Regions from separate parts of the Sus scrofa genome. Here region 2 is linked to region 1. Evidence: chromatin contacts called from public HiChIP or PLAC-seq data. All regions are on one chromosome and are shown on one strand. Each heading gives the region's core, a stretch centred on a gene start, on an enhancer-like site or on the middle of the called end of the contact. The rest is flanking DNA. Distances are from core to core; before and after follow the strand shown. Region 1 holds the start of FUNDC1 (FUN14 domain-containing protein 1). Region 2 holds the start of KDM6A (lysine-specific demethylase 6A).

The links. HiChIP or PLAC-seq counts read pairs in DNA pulled down with a chosen protein or histone mark.
Region 2: an H3K27ac HiChIP or PLAC-seq map of alveolar macrophages shows a contact between it and region 1. The contact joins the promoter of KDM6A here to the promoter of FUNDC1 in region 1. A contact is called at or near these places in 1 of 5 promoter capture datasets (fetal liver), 9 of 47 Hi-C or Micro-C datasets (alveolar macrophages, embryonic fibroblasts, epiblast stem cells and 5 more) and 2 of 2 datasets of contacts at active chromatin or transcription factors (alveolar macrophages and skeletal muscle).

The regions. Positions count from the first base shown.
Region 1 is chrX:39,734,260-39,739,842 of Sscrofa11.1, reverse strand. It overlaps FUNDC1 (FUN14 domain-containing protein 1), which reads left to right and starts at 2,180. Exons shown (of 5, transcript XM_003135038.4): 1 at 2,180-2,411; 2 at 3,135-3,291. The coding sequence starts at 2,384.
Region 2 is chrX:39,949,801-39,955,068 of Sscrofa11.1, reverse strand. It overlaps KDM6A (lysine-specific demethylase 6A), which reads right to left and starts at 1,305. Exons shown (of 27, transcript XM_021079784.1): 1 at 734-1,305; 2 at 436-499. The coding sequence starts at 894.

The DNA of each region.
Region 1 (5,583 bases), core at 931-3,430:
TGTCTTTGGCACTGATTGTTAGTGAAGTGGCCTCTTTAAGATTGTGGATTCACATTATCAAAACTTGTACCTGTTTGCACTCCCGCCAGCTCGTACACAAAGCATCACCTTTGCCACATTTTTCTCAACAGCAACTGATACTCTCAGTACTTGGAAAGGTCACTGAGACCATTTTAAGTGTGTAAACGTGGGGTGAGTGGGCTCCATTGTGTTGGGATTAGTTTTAGCCAGGGGGAGGGTTATCTTGTCCAGGGAGTGTGAATTGTTCGTTTGTTATTTTGTCTGCCTTTTGTTTTTCTCAATTCTGACGAAATTGTTTTTAACAAATGAGGTTTTCAACGACAATGAGGAAAGATGGCGACGAGGAAGGACTAGTTTCATTACAGTTTCATTATGGATGAAATAGAAAATGTTCTCTGTTTCAAGTAAATTACTCATAAACTTTTGGAACCCTACCCATTGAAAAGCTGGAGACTACCTGAATTATGTTTTGGTACAGCCGTAGATAAGATATCGGTGTTCACAATGAAAATGTTTATTAGGACTAACTGAAAAAAAAAAAACCGCATCACTATTCACTATTCAAAATGGGAATTAAAAAATCACCCTCTTGAACCCACCAGGAGGATCCATAGCTCCGTTTAAACTCTGTGTACACAATTCACACATTCAGCTGTTCATCACCGAGCCAACAAAATGACAGCTTTTTCAATACTGGGAAAGAAAAAACCTCACACTAGAAAAATATATTAAACAACCAACTTCCTTGAGGTAATGGCAAGGGCGTACTGCAAGAAAAAGGGGAGAGCATTAAAAAGTTCATTCTAGCCCTCAAGTCCTTTAGAGAAATGACTGCCTTTTAATTCATTTTTGGACAGGTTTCAGATACGTTTTGGATACAGAGATCTCTTCTTGGGCATCATAAGAGCAGTGTTTTGTTCCCATTTTCTCCCTCATTTCTCCATAATCATTTAATTTGAAACACTATTGCTTTGATAGGAAAGCTGCTTCTTCCTGTAGTTGGTAGCTACAGCTAGAAGCATGTGACAGTGTCATTTGGGCGTCATTGGCCCAGTCAACCCTCTTCCAATTTGTAATTTTTTTCCTTTCTTCTCCTTTCTGTTCTTTCAGTGGCCCATCACTTGCGATTTCTCTTATTTGTTAGCACCTCATGAGGCATAGATGGGCAATGAGGAGGAAGGCGTGTATGAACTCAAATCTGTTAACTCTTGGAAGAAAATATTTCAGTGGGGACTTCTGAAGTTACGTCCCTTAAAGTGATTTTGTTTCCAAAAAGAGTCACCTTCCACAAAGTGATCACAAACATCTCCAGGCAGTCTTAGAATTGCATTTTGAGTGGCACAATCAGAGGAGCTTGAGAGAATCAACCTTTGCATTTAAAGCACCAGGATTTGAAAAGCCAAGTGCAATTATGTAAGTCAATATTTTAAGGAAAGCAACTTCTACCAGAATTTCTTGTTTTTTCCTTCATATTCATATTCTCGGAATAGGAATACTGATAGGGCTGTGTTAATTGTACAACGAATGGCGGTGCAAAGCAAATTCAAAACAAGTTTGGGGTTGAGTTAGTGACTGGGTGATTAACACAGCTTTTCATTCAACTGAAACCCGTAGGGCTTCTGGGAGAAGAACTTGACCTCGTTCCCTCTGTCAGATTCAAATAATAAAAATGATGCTCAAAAATTATGTCCTCTTGAATAACGCGTGTCAGGTCAGTTCCTAGGCCTTCCTCTTCCTCCCTTGGGTTCCTGGCAGGAAACGTGTGGAGAAGGAGAGGATGAAAAGGTTCCAATTCCCAGCAGCAGCGCGTTAGAAAAATTTTCCATCTGTTAGCCCTTGACTCCTCAGAAAAGTGTGGCTTGAAACGGGGTTTCTCTTACCTCTTTTCAAAAGCCTCTTTCTGGTACAGCGCTACAAACGGCAAGCTGCTTTTCGACGTAACCGCCCTGTGACACCCCCTCCCCTCCAGACCTGAGGCCCTTTAAAACAAAATAACAAGATTCTTGTTCTGGAAATTCTAGAGGGGGAGGGGTGGGAAACCAGGTTTGTAGATGGCAACGGACTACAACTCCCACAAGCCCTCGCGGGCTGCTAGCCGCGCCCCCTCCCCTCCCCCCTCCCCGCACCCCCTGAGCCTGACGCTTGCGCAGAAGGCCCTGCGCTTGGAGGAGGAGGCGGGGACAGGACAACGCGCCAGGAGGAAGAGGAGGAGGAGGAGGAGGAGGAGGAGAAGGAGGAGGCGCAGGCGGAGGAGGGAAAAAAAGAGACCATAGACTTCCACCTGGGTCTAGAGCGGCTCTTAAAGTAGTAGGGAGAGGAGGGAGGGCTGGGACCACCTTCAGTACAGGCCGCCGGCGGTATCATGGCGACCCGGAACCCCCCTCCCCAAGGTGAGCGGCCGGGCCCCGAAGTAGTATTTTAGACGCGGCTCACAGCTCTCGACCTTGCTTTGGGGGCGCCTCTTCCTTTCCCTGACCTAGGGTTCCTGGGAGCTCTGTGGTTTTTTTTTTTTTGGAGGTAGCCTCTTTGAGTACCCCCTCCCCGCAGGCGAAGAGGGGCTCCCTCCCCTCCCCCAACACAGCCCCACCTCCCGCCTTACCTACACCTACGGCCCTTTCTAGCTGTCTTCTAATGTTTTTAAAAATTTTGGCTCTGAAGTGATTAATGCTCCACTGACAGACCCGACTCTGTCAGTGGAGGATCCCCCTTTTTTTCTCCCACTGAGAAGAATGGACCCTGCGCTGACCCTGAACCTGAGACTTGAGGGTAACCCTTCCTGCTGTGGAACTCTGACCGGACCCTATTGAGACTGGGGTGGGGGTGGACCCGGCTGTGAAACTCCGACCTGACCCTACTGAGATTTGGGGGCGGGTGACCCCTCTGCTGTGTAACTGACGTTGCCCTGACTCCCCGGGCTGGTTCCTGAGCCTTTAAAAGCGAGATGCTTTCGAGGCCCTAGTCTCAGGGATTGGGTTTAACAAAGTTTGTTACCATCTGGGCGTTTTTAGCTGTTTGCCAAAAGTAGCAATGAGTTGTAACAGATGAAAAATGTATAGGGCATTTTTAACTTTCGGTTGACTGTAAATGTGTTGCTTTCGTTTTCCGTTTTGAAGACTATGAAAGTGATGATGACTCTTACGAAGTGTTGGATTTAACTGAGTATGCCAGAAGACACCACTGGTGGAATCGAGTGTTTGGCCACAGTTCCGGACCTATGGTAGAAAAATACTCAGTGGCCACCCAGATTGTAATGGGTGGAGTGAGTGGCTGGTGAGAACATCTTTTTTCCTTGAATTTCATTGGGAGCCTGACTACTGTCCTTTTGTATCTGGGCCAATTCCGTGCTCAGTCAGTGGCTTTACACTGTTAATCCCTAAAGAGCTGTACCTTGAGGCTTTTCTCTGCCCTAAGATGAGTGTAATCTACTCTCACAGACTCTTGGGTTTTGATGATCCTCCTCCTCCATGCCCTCCCCTGTGCCCCCTCCTCACCCTTCCTTTGGTTCTTTGTAGATTTCCCCCCTTCTCAGCTTTAGCAGATGTTATTGGATCCGATTCAGTGACAGTGGCTAAAGAGAGAAAAACATAAAGGAGAAGAATTCATTATATGTAAATAATTTCTTCCTTGTGCTCACATCTGGAAAACGCTCTGAACTCCCACAGTAAAACTGATCCTCAGGAGTATCAGCCCCGTAGAGAGCAGTGTAAAATTCTCAGTAAAAATGACTGATTCTGTCCATTTTTAGGGGCTAGTTTGGATTGTGCTAATACGCTGAGGAAGAGCTGTAGAGCATTGGGTCTACATTGTTGGGAATAAAGGACTGATTGCTTACACAGTAGTAATGTTATGGAGGACGTTAAGGGGGAGAGGTTAATAAGCATTAACCTAACATTAATTAGGTTAACATTTCAGACCACATGATTGTATCATTGCCACTATGGATCCAATTCTGTTAGTCTTAGACTAAAAGATTAGCCAAATAACACAGGTCAGAAACAAGTTTGACCCTTTGTTTTGAAAATGTTTATGACCTTGAGAGAATCTTTGAAATTAGTGTGGGTGCATAACTTGTGAATAGTCACTTTTTTTCTTACATTCTAAGTTAAATTCATCTTACATGAATTTAAATATGTACAAACTTGATAAGTATAAAAGGAAATGTTTTGATTTGTGTTGTACACTCACCTTGGAATAATGGGGCACTCTTTTATGCTTTTTTTAATAAATGTCATTTTATGGTAGAAACACTCATTGTGAAGATTCTGTAATGAAGAGACGCTGTATTTATTCATAATGTGTACTTATTAATGCTGCTTATGAACAAAGCCTACAGTTCGAGAGAGGCCTAGTCAGAGCCCTGGTTCTTCAGATGATCCTTCACAGGCTGGTTGTACCTCGATGCCCACAATTCAGGACCTGGCCTTCTGCTTAAATAAGGCCACAGTTTGGTGCCATAGGCTGATTGGTTAATGTGAGTCACGGTCTGAAGCCCCATCTTAAAAGAGACTGAAAAAAAATAATTGAACACTAGAATTATATCATTGTGTATTTTCTCTTTGTAGGCCAAACTGGGTGAGAAGCCCTGTAATTGACAGAAGTTTGCTGGGAAAGCCTAGAGACAGAACAGGGAAATTAAATTAGTAGGTTTCCTGTAGTGGCTTGTATGCCATAGCAGGCAAAGGATAGACATGCTTGTGGAGCATACTCTCTGGGATATAGTTAAGACCTGGCTGTTGCTTCTCTCCTCTGCTCCCTTTTCGGAGTCTTTGCTGCTGTCTCCTGTACTGAGGGCCACATGTGTTTGGACTAGAGCCAGATGTCCATCCAGGAGCTGTGTAATAGACCTATAATGTTAAACAGGTGATTTGTTGTGCTGACTCTAGATTCAGTGTAATCTGTTTTTGCAGTTTTCTTAGGGTATGGAACTGTTGAACTGTTGTGGCATAAGTTAAGGAAGAATGGCTAACAGACTAATCCGTTAACAATTCAGACCAATTCAGGACATGAATGGGAAGCTAAGGAGATTATATTTAGCTGTCGGTAGCTATAGGTTCTTGAGCATGATGAGAAATTAAAACTGACAGCGGCATGGGTGGCTGCCGGGTGAGCTGGGAGGTGTGAAGATTAGTTAGAGGGCCCTTAGTGTGATCTGGAGGCAAGGCAGTGACACCCTTCAGGATGGAAAGAAGACAGAATCAAATACTGTTTTGGAGATCCCCGAGTGTAGAGAGCTGGCAGTCAGTTGGACCCCAAAGGCGATGAAGAAGGTGATCTGAGATGAGCGAGAGGAGGTGAGCCTAGAGAACGGTACTGTCGCTTACACACCGGCACCTTAGCAGCAGTTTTCTTGGTTGGAAAGATGGTGTTTGCTTTGGGACACTTTGAACATGTGGATCTGGGTGCAAGAGAAGCTCATCAGGTAATTGGAAATGTGAGATTTCCATTTATGAAGGTGTATTAGTTTCCCAGGGCTGTTGTGACAAAGCATCATGACTGGGTGGCTTAAAATGAAACTTATTCTTTCACGGGTCTGGAGGCCAGAAGTTTGAAAGGTGTCACCAG
Region 2 (5,268 bases), core at 56-2,555, 220 kb before region 1:
GAGGAAAAGAATAAAAAATAAAAATAAATTAAAAAAAAAAAACCCACAGCAGGCAAGTAACTCGGAAATGTGGGGGAAATCTACACGCATTCACGAGCCCTTGACCCTAAACTGCCACCTCGGAGAGATCGTGGCTCGACTTTCCAAAAGCCCCCAAATAACAGGCTCTTTGGTCGACCCGGGGGGAGCTCGGCCCCGAAACGCTGCCGTCTCTGTTCCTCCAGCTACGAGAGGAGAGGGCGATTTCACAAGGGAGCGAGCGAGGGATCCGGGGGTGGGGGGGTGGGGGGAGAGCAGAGGCAGGAAATAGTTTTCCGGAAGCCCCTCGGCCATCGTTCGCGGCCACAATGAGCGCCGGCCGGGCCGCCGGGCCCGGGGCGAGCGGGGCGCCGGCCGCGTACACCGTGTCCGCGCTCCGGCCCGCGGCTGCCTTACCTTGCCCAGTAGGGCCTTCGTCCTGGCGCCATCTTCATGAAACCTCACGAACCCGAAGAGGCGGCTGTGGGGAGAGACACACACGCGGCCCGTTAAGGCTCCGCCGGCACCACCGACCCATCCCTGCCCGAGCCCGAGGCCCCAGCGGCGGCGATCACGGCACCGAGAGCGCCAAGCCGAGGTGCCCGCCCCGCCGCCGCCACTGCTACCGCGGCCAGAGGCGAGCCGCGCTCGGGCCTCCCCAGAGAGCGGCGCCAACCCGTCCGGAGCCGACCGGGCGGGTGACGGCGGCCCGTACCTGTCCAGTCCGCCGAGCGCCTCCCTCTCCTCGGCTGTCAGGCTCGGGGACGCCTCCTCGCTCTCGCCGCTCGCTTTTCCCGCCGCCATTTTCTTTTCCTCATCACCGAAAGCGGCGGCGGCAGCGGCGGCGGTAGCGAGCGACACTCCGCAGGATTTCATGGAAACGCAGCGAATTCACAACTCCAACGCCGACACCCCCCTCGCGGGCCGGGGCCCGCAACGACGCTCCCAATCTCCGCGCGGGACCGGCACACCAACTTTATCGCCGCCTCCTCCTCCGCCGCGGGCGGCAGCGACGAAAAATCCCAACGCGGCGGCGGTGAAGGTGGCGGCGGCAGGGGCTGCGGAGCCCCCGGGTCGGCAGCGACGGCGGCTCGGCTTGTAGGGTCACATCGCGGGGGCGGGCGAGGGGCAGCCACGGGCGGGGACGGCGGGGACGGCCGGAGCGCGCGGGGCTGAGGGACTCGGGGGGGATTCGTTGGAGACACAAACTTCCCCGGCACCAGCACAAAGTTGTTGTAATTGTGTCACACAGCGAACCCCACGCCGCCGCCGTGACCCCCCCCTCCCCGCCCGGCCAGCGCCGCCAATCGGCGGGGCCCGCTCGCCTCACGTGACCTTTGTTGACTCACGTCAGCCGTGGCTCCACTCAACTTGCTAGCTGCCCGAGCCCCGCCCACCGAGGCCGCCACCGACGGGGAGCGGGACGCACGCCAATTCCGGCCGGTGGTTGGCTGCTCGGCCCGTCTGTCGGGGCGAAGGGTTGGCACCGAGAGGGACTAGCTGGTTAGGTTGTGCCGGTTAAATACACTGGGGCAGAGAATGGAGGGTCCGGGCCGTGTCACCTCGGGAGTCGCGGCGGGCTCGGGAGGGGGAGGGGAGCGTTGGGGAAGGGCGAGGTCCGGCACCGCCCGCGGCGGGCGCGAGCAGTGAGCGAGGACGCCATGGACGGCCTCTGCCTGGCCGAGAGCCCCGGGCTGGGCCGGGATCGCGGCTCCAGCAGCATAGGCTCCGGGGGTCCCGGCCCCAGAGGGCCTGATAAGGGTCGCGTCGCCGGGAGGCGGTGCCTGGCCCCTGACCTCCGCCCTCCAAAGAAGGCGCACACTTTTGGCACCGCTGGAGATAATGGCCTCCGCGAGGAGTGCACTCGGGCAGCGACTGCCGGCCCCCGTGCTCCGCGCCTCGGGCGGCGCCTTAGGCCAGGCCTCCGCTGCCAGCCCCGATTCCCTCGCTCGCGCCGCAAGTGAAGGGAGAAAGGCCCCGTGATCCCCAGCCGGAGGGAATGAAGAGTCGCCCACGGGGGTCCGGCTCGCAGACCACGCTCCCCACCGCCGAAGGTCTGTTGGCGGCACTTTGGGGCCAAATTTTCGTGCTACCCGCGTTTTATCAGTAGTTCATTATAGTGTTGTAAGGAAAAGCGATGACGAAAAATTGTTAAAGCGACATCTCCAGAATGTTGGTTTGATCTCAGTGGGGCCCTCATGGAAGAGTTGGGGCTACTTGTAGACAGGCCTGAGAGAAGACATAATTCAGATCCTCATCGAAGCTTGCAGCCCAGAAAACCTTTTTCTGTCCACCGCCCCCCCCCCCCGCCCCATGTCTTTGGCAACAGTAACTTGTTCCGGCCATATGCAAATAAAAGTCACTAGTCTGCCTTTCTATCTACAGTATAATTGGGAGGAAAAGAAAACATGTGTTCGGTCCATTACGCTTTTCAAAAGACATTGAATAAGCTATGTCTCATATAACAGATCTGTTAGAGGGCACACCTCCAGTCATCAGGGATAGGACAAAATTAATGGACATATAAAGACAAGGTTTCCTTTATAAACATGGACTCTATATTTTCAACAATGTAACCAATAAGCGTGATATCTTTAACTTGTATTTCAAAATATAAGGAAGACAATTCAGTGCTGACTCAATAATCCTAGCAGTTTTTCAGTGAGAAGCTATGGAAATCCCAACTGGTTTTGCACACAAACACAGTTTTAAATAGTTCCCCTGAGACTAGTAACTAGACTAACAAACTATAGTTTTATATGGATTATATTTCATGTTTAATTACTTTCTCTGAAACGCCTCTCCCAGTCTTTATGCTAGTCCTTCCATTTTACTTGAATGAGTAAGTACAAGGCTGCATGTTTTTTACAGCTAAATTAATGCATGCATTAACTTTGTCAAAACAGATGACCTTCAAAGCCTGGGAGACTTTGACACCACTCTCTCCCCATCACCACCACACCACACACACTCTTAGACTTCCACAAGTAGAGAGAAATTCTGACAATTTTCCTGGAGCTGGTGGTTCTTGACTCAGGCCCTTTCCACGAATTTTCAGACTACCCACCTCCAGCCCCTCAAAACCTTCTTAGCAGCAGAATTGCATGGAGTGAGTGCGATGGGTGGGGTTGAGGTCTAGCAGACCTGGATGCAAATCATTACTCTGCACAGGCTGTGCATCCTTGGGAAAGTTATTTATCCTCTAAGCCAGAACTGGATGTCTAGTCCAACTACAGATATCCGTCCTCCATCATGAAGCATGAGACAATTTGTATGCAATAATATAGTCCTGATATCACTATACAGTTTTTTTAGATCTTGCACAGTTTATAATCTGTCAAGTAAATTTATGTAGGTAAAGTGCCAGGCACCTAATATGCATTCAAAGACCTCAAAAAAATAGGAACAGGAGTTCCTGTCATGGCTCAGTGGAAATGAATCCGACTAGCATCCATGGGGATGCAGGTTCGATCCTTGGCCTCGCTCAGTGGGTTAAGGATCCAGTGTTGCCGTCAGCTGTGGTATAGGCTGCAAACATGGCTCGGATCTCGCGTTGCTGTGGCAGTGGTGTAAGGCCAGTGTTCCCAGGCTAGAGGTAGCTGCGATTTGACCCCCAGCCTGGGACCCTCCATATGCTGCGAGTGTGGCCCTAAAAAAAAAAAAAAAGGAACAGAGTTCCTATTGTGGCTCAGCAGGTTAAAGACCCAACATAGTCTCAGGATTGAACCTGTATCCTCACAGAGATACAGATACAGGTTCAATCCCTGGTCTTGCTCAGTGGGTCAAGGATCCGGCATTGCTGCAAGCTGCTGGTGTAGGTCACAGATGCGGCTCAGATCGAGTGTTTCTGTGGCTGCAGCTTCCGCTTGCAGCTGCAGCTCCAATTCAACTCCTAGCCCGGGAACTTCCATATGCCGCAGGTGCGGGCCTAAAAATAAATAATTCATTCATTAAGAAAGTTAATCACCACTCTACCAATGACTTCCTCTTTATCTATCCCTCCCCTATGGAAAAGCCCAACACATGGGCAGTTCTAATCTACTTTTTATTGGGGGCATATAACCCAACATTACCACATCTCTATTCTAAAATTAAACCTTATATCATTGTAGTACTGATTCTTGTTTCATAATTATAACTTAATACATTAGGAGGTGGGGAGAGTAATTTGAATTTACCAAGTTGATATAACTAATATATGCATAGATAAATCAATGTTTTAAAATTATATGAAATTTGTATCATGCCGAGTTGGATTATGGACTAATCAGTGCATCATTTGTAGCCGCATTGTATTAATACTAATGTAAGTACCATTGATTAATATCAGAGGAGAAACCCACTCAATTATAGGAAAATGAATTTAACTTCCTTTCCAACAACTACTTAACCTGAACTCTTAAAGGATACATAGTTCTTTTACAATGTTAGTGCCACATAAGCTATAAGAAGTCACGTAATAGAGCCATGATTTATCTAGTCTTATATAGAACTATACTTATGCTTTAAATCAGGTTCAAAAATAAACTGAGTTTTTCCCACACTTACTGATGTCATAAAGATTATCCAACTGATGTCCAAACACGTTGATGACAAAAATAAATATAGGGTTAGAGTTCCGGAGAGGTAGCCAAGTACAGACAGATCTTCATCTATTACAAAAACTTTAGTTGTCAAAATAGTTTCCGGACTTCTTCTGAGAGAAGCCTTGACTCCCAAACCACCATGAGCCTAGATGTCCAGCTTTACCAAGCTGTAAGGAGGCACCTCAAATCCTACCCGCCGCCACCACACTGGGGAGCCTGGACTTCCGTCCCCACCTAGCAGTAATGAGGCATCAGTCTCCTTCCTTGCTGAGTTGGTGTCAGAGGAGGCCTACTGGAGAGTCAGAAATTTCACCCCTGCACAGTGATTACAAGGCTACCACTCTCATGGCATCAGTGGAAGCAATGTGACCAACAGTAAAGAGGCACTCCTATACCTCCAAGTATAGGGGCATCAATGGAGGCCTAGAGGGAAGCCAGAACTTCCATTCACACTCAGCAATAACAAGAACACCCCCCACCTCCACCACCGTCAACCAAGTTTAAGTGGAGAACCTGGACTTCCACTCCTACCTGGCAGTAACAAGGCAGTGCTTTCCCTTACCCAACAGAGTGAGTCAGAAGAGACCTGCGAAAGCAGAATATTTAGATAAGATTCAGAGTCTTATAACAGAATACCCAAATGGCCAGGTTTCTCTCATACCAA